Linked DNA regions of Sus scrofa: region 2 is linked to region 1. A link is a contact called in public HiChIP or PLAC-seq data. All regions are on one chromosome and are shown on one strand. The core of a region is the stretch at or near the end of the contact, and the rest is flanking DNA. Distances in the headings are between cores, read along the strand shown. Region 1 holds the start of DAB2IP (disabled homolog 2-interacting protein). Region 2 holds the start of TTLL11 (tubulin polyglutamylase TTLL11).

Evidence for each region. HiChIP or PLAC-seq counts read pairs in DNA pulled down with a chosen protein or histone mark.
Region 2: a contact with region 1 is called in an H3K27ac HiChIP or PLAC-seq map of skeletal muscle, with 3 times the contacts expected there. The contact joins the promoter of TTLL11 here to the promoter of DAB2IP in region 1. A contact is called at or near these places in 2 of 47 Hi-C or Micro-C datasets (both in skeletal muscle) and 1 of 2 datasets of contacts at active chromatin or transcription factors (skeletal muscle).

Annotation. Positions count from the first base shown.
Region 1 is chr1:261,730,783-261,734,412 of Sscrofa11.1, forward strand. It overlaps DAB2IP (disabled homolog 2-interacting protein), which reads left to right and starts at 1,498. Exons shown (of 18, transcript XM_003353636.5): 1 at 1,498-1,770. The coding sequence starts at 1,647.
Region 2 is chr1:262,203,418-262,206,655 of Sscrofa11.1, forward strand. TTLL11 (tubulin polyglutamylase TTLL11) reads right to left here and starts at 1,334. Exons shown (of 11, transcript XM_021068337.1): 1 at 432-1,334; 2 at 128-429. The coding sequence starts at 834. LOC110256220 (a long non-coding RNA gene) reads left to right here and starts at 823. Exons shown (of 2, transcript XR_002337477.1): 1 at 823-895; 2 at 1,334-2,665.

The sequences.
Region 1 (3,630 bases), core at 248-2,747:
TGAGAAGGCGCCTGGCTTCCAGCTGTGATCCAGGCTTCTTCAGACCTGGGGGCCCTACCCCCCTGGCTGAGGGAGCCAGGGAGGGGGGTCCACTTTGTGAGGTGCAAAACCTGGTCTGGATTCCTGCCCAGACTGCCCCACCCGCTCCAGGGCCCCACCTTTTCCGCAGCGATGGAGGAGGACAGCCAACTCCCTCAGGCCCCACGTGTGACTCTTCCACCAACACAGCCCTAAGACCACTTGTCCGAGCCGTGGCTGAGGCCCTTTGCCTCTGCCAGGGAGCAAGTCAGGCCTCCTGCCAGGGTCTCAGTTTCCCCTTCTGTGCTTGAGGGGGTGGAGCTTAGGCAGGTGGTTGTCAGAATAATGTTAAAAATAAATGCTGCTGCAGGGAGGATGGAGAGGGATACCTGCCGACAATCAGCCATGGTGGTCAGGAGAGCTGGAGGAGGTGGGCCCATGGCAATGGGCTTTGGCCAGGCAGAGAAGAGTCCATAGGGAGTCAGTCCCTGCTGGGAGCAGAGCAAAAACAAGTGAGAAGTAGGGGAGAAGTGGAGGTGAGGCTGGAGAGTGATTTGACCTTTGGAGCATCAAATGGCAAAGACTGTTCTTTGGACTTATTGCTTGTGGACTTTGGGGAGCCGTGGAAGGTTCTGATCTGGGAACTGTGGTAACTTGGAGAAAGCGTTCAGCAGGCTGCAATAGAGGGAGCTGGTACTCTCCCTTCTCCGCCTCAGTTTCCCAGATAGGATAGTTCTGCCCTTCCGGAAGCCCTGCCAGAGCTGCTGCAAGTGCCCAGTGGGAGGAAGACCTCACAGCGTCTGTGGTGTTTATTTTGGGGAGGGTCTAAATCAAAGGAGCTAAAGGTTCAGATTTGGCAAAGGGCCGAGGGATAAGTGGGTGTTTGTCATATTCTCTCTACTTTTTTTGTGCTTGAAATATATACTCGAATTGTAAAGAAATATAAAAACAATATGTGTATCAAACAGGACGCTTTATTCAAGAACAGGTGAGTATCCTGAGTAAAAGGGAAGGCTTTCCACCTGGCGCGGGGGCGGGGGGCGTTCCTGGCCGGGTGTTTGCGGTGGGAGGGGGGAATACTCCGCTCAGAGAGGGTGGGGTAGAAATCGCCCCGGGGCACCGGCCTCATTAGGACTCTAATTTAAAGAGCACGGACCCCAACTGGTCGCCTTGCGAGCGCGCTGCCGGTGGCGAGGAACGCACGCACGTGGCGGTGCACCCTCTATACCCGCCAGAGGGGTGGGGCGCCGGGAGCGCCCAGAGGTCCGGCTTGGGGCTCTCAGGCGCGGAGGTGAGGGCGGTGACCCTCCAGCGGACCTGCCTGGGGTCCCGGGCACTCCGGCCCGCCTGGCCTCGCCGACTCCAGGCCGGGATTTCTCCCGCACTGACTTTCCGGGCCGGTGCCAGCCCGGCCTCCTGGTCCCCGGCCCCCGCAGCGGGGCCGGCTGCTCCGGGGAGGGCGGGAGCAGGAGGAGGAGTTTGAGCGACTTTGTGGGGCAGCCTTGGCCTCAGCGGCGGCCAGAGAGGCGCGCGGGAGAACGCGGGGACGCCCGCCGGGCCAGCCGGAGCGGGCGATGGGGCCCGTGTGAGCGCGCCCAGGCCCAGCCCGGTGCCCGGCGGGCGGCAGCATGTCCGCGGGCGGCAGCGCCAGGAAGAGCACCGGGAGGCCCTCCTACTACTACCGGCTGCTGAGGCGGCCCCGGCTGCAGCGACAGAGGAGCCGCTCCCGCAGCCGGACCCGGCCCGCCAGGGGTAGGCGCCACCCTGACCCCTGACCCCAGGCCCTCCATACCTCCCGGTCACCACCTGATGCCCTGGGATGCCAGGGAATCTGGACCCTCCGGCTGTCTATTTACCGGGGACCCCCATACTGCCCCAGCTGGCTGCCCATGATCCGGGTTCCCCCAGCTTCTCCCTCATCCTTCCCCGCCCTACCTCCGCCCCCCCGTGGGGAAACTGGGGCTCCGGTGTCTCCTCTTGGCGAGGGCAGGGAAACACGAATTGAAAGTTCAGCTTCTTTCTTCCACCTCTCAGTTTCTCCCCCCACTGTGCCTCAGTTTACTCTGTAAAGGGGGCGATCACTTCTTCCTGCCTGGATCTGGCTTTCCTCACCTCGCCTGCATTGCCCGGCCTCTCAGCTTCCCCTCCCCCAATCCCTTTCTAATCCACTGGGACTTACGGGACCACCCCCCCACCTCTTGGGCAGACACGTGGGTGGACATCAGGGGGTCCTATCCCAGGGGTGGTGGCTCCAAAGGATCAGTGGCTTGTAACATCTGTCCAGAATCTCTTGGAGTGGGTGGGCGCCAACTCCTTTCAACAGAGTGTGTCTCAAGCCCAGGAGGCAGGACCTGGAGGGGGAGGTGCAGGCAGCATTTTCTTTTTCCAGTAACAGGATCCTCAGCTGGAAACACGTGCGATCCAGGGGGCTGCCTTCTGGGCTGGGTGGGGGCCGGCACTTCCTTCCACAGCCGGTAGGAGGGAGGGGGGAGGCTCCCTGGAAGGAGGAGGCCTTTAAAGGGGCCCTTGGAAAGGCCAGGATCCCTGCAATGGCTCAGGCCCACTGAGGTGCCATGGGTGGACGGGGGACAGTGCTTTGGGAGTACCTAGCCCGGACCTGGGCTGAGTTTACACAGTCTTGGGTTATCTTGGGAGTCTGGAATACTGGCCCGGTGCCCAGCCTGACCCAGAGGGGTTAGAGCAAATCTGTGTTTGGAATCTGGTCAAATACCCCTCTGGGCACTGGTTATGTGTCTGTGTGTCGCATCAGTCTGAGGATAAATGAAGCAGGCAGTCAGTAACTGTTCATTTGCTTCCCCCAGAATGGAAAAGGCTTTTCCCACAGTCAGGGCTGAACAACAATGTACAGGGCTTCCTCAGGAAATAGTGAGTTCCTGAAGGAGTGAGTTCCCCACACGTGGAAGGGTTCAGCTGAGGCTGGGAATTCAAGCAGGTGTGCTGGGAGTTCGGTCTTCAAGGGTCTCTCAAGGACTGTGATCCCCTGCCCTTTGCCGTCCTTGAAGAGGCCTCTGGGCACTCCCTCCCTTCCTCCCTCCATCGGGCTAGGCCTGGGCCCCCAGAGATCTGGGCTCAAGCATGGTGACTTTGGACAAGTCGCTTCCCTTTTCTGAGTCCCTGCTTCCGTGTCCTGCGTGACCTTCCCTTCTCTCCACTGCTCAGCCCAGCTCCATCCCTGCCCACATGGAGAGGACCGGAAGTCCCCCTCCTGCCCTGCTGATTGGGCTGGAGACCACATCAATAGGTTGACTGCCTGTAGCCTGAGCGACTGCTTGTGCAGAAGCCCCTGCTTTGCATGCCAGCCTTGAGGGAGCACCGGGCCTGCAGGGAGCCAGGAGGAGACTTGTCCCTGAACAGAAGTTACATCTGAGGAAATCAGGGAGGGCTTCAGAGAGTAGGTGACTTTTGTACTGGTCTCATCAGATGGACAGAATTTCCTTTGGCTGAGGGATTCAGACCCGAGTTCAAGCCCCAGTTCTGCACAGAGCCATCCTTTGGCCATTTACCTCCCCAAGCCTCAATGACCGTGTGTGGTGAATGGGGGTCATGGCAGCAGGATTGTTTAGGGAATGAGAGCAGATGCATGGAAAGCTA
Region 2 (3,238 bases), core at 84-2,583, 470 kb after region 1:
AGAAGTTTGCGGCTGACAAGTGTAGCGCACAGCTGAAGCTTGGCTCTCAGACTTGGCCTGGGCCGGCCGGACCCTCTGTGCCAGTCCAGTCCACCCCCCTGTGCCCACGCGGCGGGCCGGGCCTCACCTCCTTCCACTTGAGCTGGCGGATGCTGATCTTCAGGGCGTCCAGGGAGGTCCTGGCCTTGGAGCTGTCCACGGTGACGGGCCGCAGAGAGCAATACTCATTGGACCGGTTAGAGCTCCGCTTGCAGCTGCGGCCCTTGCTCCTGGACTTCCCGTGCGGGCAGAGGCCCTGAGCCGGCGCCGGCGCTGGCTTCGGCCTGGACACCGGCACCGTTCGCGGGGGCCGCGGGGGTACGCGGGCATCGCCCTCTTCGGCCGCGCTGGGCGGCCCCGGAGCCGGCTCCTTGGGCTGCTCCTCCCCCCCTTGCGCTCCGGCTCCCCGGCCGCACCCGGGTCCACACGGACCTGGTCCTTCGCAGCCTGAGCCTTGGCCGCATCCACGGCCTCCGCCTCCCACCAGGCCGTCAGCTCCCTCTCGGGGCTGCCCGGCAGCATGGCTCTCACGGCCGGTGCCAACGCCAGTGCCGCCGCCTGCGCCTCCGCCGCTCCGCCGCGCCGGCCCGCGACCAAACTGCCGCTGCCGCCGCAGCCGCCGCCACGCGCTCCCCGCCCGAGCCCGTTGCCATGATCGCTCAGGCTCCGGTTGACAAGGGCAGTCGCCGACTCGGGATGGGGCCCGGGAAGGGACAATCGCCGTCCAGGCCCCGGCGACCTCATAGGCGAGGCTGTCCACGTGACCGGGCCTGTCACAGAGGCGGGGGCGGCCATATTGGAAGAGGGCGGAAGCGTCCTCAGCCCGCCCACCCTGAGCAGCGCGCAGAGCTTGGAGGTGAGAAGCTGCGGTGAACCTGGGGGTAGAAAGGCGTTGGGCGCATGTGAGGCCCGGGCTGGGACTGAGAGACATCAGTTTCAAACAAGAAGCTCCCTTTCCCCACCCCATACACTCTCACGGGGATAACTCCTGGTGTGATGGAGGGAGGCACGACCCCGTCAAGGAGCACCTCAGTCTGATGATGGACTTGACGAGGCCAGGCCCTCAAGGTGCAGCTCCTGATTTGAAGAAATCCCTTTCTGGACCTAGGAGAGGCCCCAGACTGAGAGGGGAGACACTTATCCCGGTTCTCAGGGAGCTCCCAATGGAATGGGGAAGTTTTGAAGATTCGTGGTTGAGTCGAAGACATTAATCATTCCTTTAACTATTATGTCATGTTTTTAAATTATGGTAAAACAAACATAACATAAAATGTCTCACTTTCCCCACTTTTAGGTATGGAGTTCAGTGGCATTAATACATAATAACATTGTTGTGCAATCATCATCATCATTCATCTGTGGAAATTTTTCACCTTCTCAAACTGAAACCCTGTACCCATTAACCCATATCTCCCCATGCCCCTTCCCCCAGCCCCTGAACCACCATCTTACTGTCTCTGTGTGCTTTATTAAATAGCTGATAGAGGTGGAATCAAACAATATTTGTCCCTTTGTGTCTAGCTTATTCAATCAGAGTTTTACTTGTTTGCTTACTTGTAATGGTCTGTCTCACTGGCTAAAGACCAAATGCAGTGAGTAAGGAGTGTCCTGTTCCAGTTGACCAGCAAATTCCAATGCCCAGTCAGTGCCTGTCAGGCAGTAGGCATTCAATAACAATTTCTTGAATGAATGAATGAATGAATGAACAAATGAATGAATGAAAAATAAACTGCTCAGATATTAAATACTTAAATACTTAAGCGAATTATAGCAAATGTCAATAACAGCTTTAGCCACTTAGGATAAACATTATCCTGGTGATGCAACATTACGTGAACTGGTAATAATCGTGATACTTAAAGACTGTTTTGCATGAACAGGTCCTGGAAGAACAGAGAGACAAATGAGAACAGCAGTGGTGCTGGAGACATGCGCTCTTGGTTGAAATTTTTCTCTCAGTTTTGGCAAACTCTTTCAACCTGGAGGCTCTTCCTACCCTTGGACCCAGTAACCCATCTCATTTCTGGAGGTTTCTGCTAAGAATCAGAAAGTCAGACTAAGATTTCCGTGGTAATCTGATATCAGTGAGAATTCTCACTGTCCCAGGGGCTGTACTAATTTTGCATATGTTGTGTCATTTAATGTTTACCACAGCTGTGGGGTAAGTCCTCTTTTTCCCACATTTTACAGATGGGGAAGGAAATTGCTACTCAGAGAAAAGAAATCACTTACCCAAAGACAGCATTCAAACTCAGGGTGGTCTGACACTAGCACCCCTCTCCCAACACCCACACTAACCCCTACACCATGCCTTTGTTCACAAAAATAAGCCACGTGTATTTAAACATGGTCCATATCCATGTATATGTATGTATAACTAAAAAGATATATGCACTAAGCCTCAGCTTATGTGGATTACAAGAAAATTACATGCAGAGAAAAAACACTGGATTCAAATATACCAGACTATTAATAGTGGATGCTCTGGGTGATGGAGTTGAGGGTGGCAACTTTCCTCCTTATTCTTTTCTATGTTTTCCCAGTTTTCTACGATGACTGTGCATTGTTTTCATAACTGGAAAACACAATTTTCTAATAAAAATGTGTCTTGATTGCTGTTCTATAACTCTTATAGCAAGTCCATTTCCGGGGAAAGAGACAGGAAGGGATAGTTCAGGGGACCGAGGTGTGGGCAGCTTTTATTCCTGTTGTTGGTTTCTGCCCTGTTAGTATCAGAGGCTGCCACCAGGTGGCGCCCGAGGCCCGGTGTTTGAAGAGACTGAAGCAGGATGAGGGGCATGGGAGGTCCCTTAGCAACAAACATCTGAGTAAAACTGAACAGCTGCTGCCCAGCTCTACTGGCAAACACACACACTTTTGCCCCTCTAGGCTTCTGCCAGTGTTGCTTGCTCTGCCTAGTGCAAGCTGCCATTGGCCCCCTGTCTTCTCAGTGAGCTGTTTATTTTTAAGTCTCAGATCCAAAAACCTCTTCCTCTTAGACAGGGTGTGATGGGGCCCCCTGGGAGCACTGGAGTCCCTGCAAGGGGGAGGGGGTCAATCCTAATAAGAGAGCAAAAGGCTTCATATGCAGTTCTGGGTTAACTGTTTCTTTTTGAATGAACATAATAGCCATTGTTCATTGAGCACACCTGTATGGCAAACCCTGTTGTGTATCCTAGCATTTTAATCATCTGAAGCT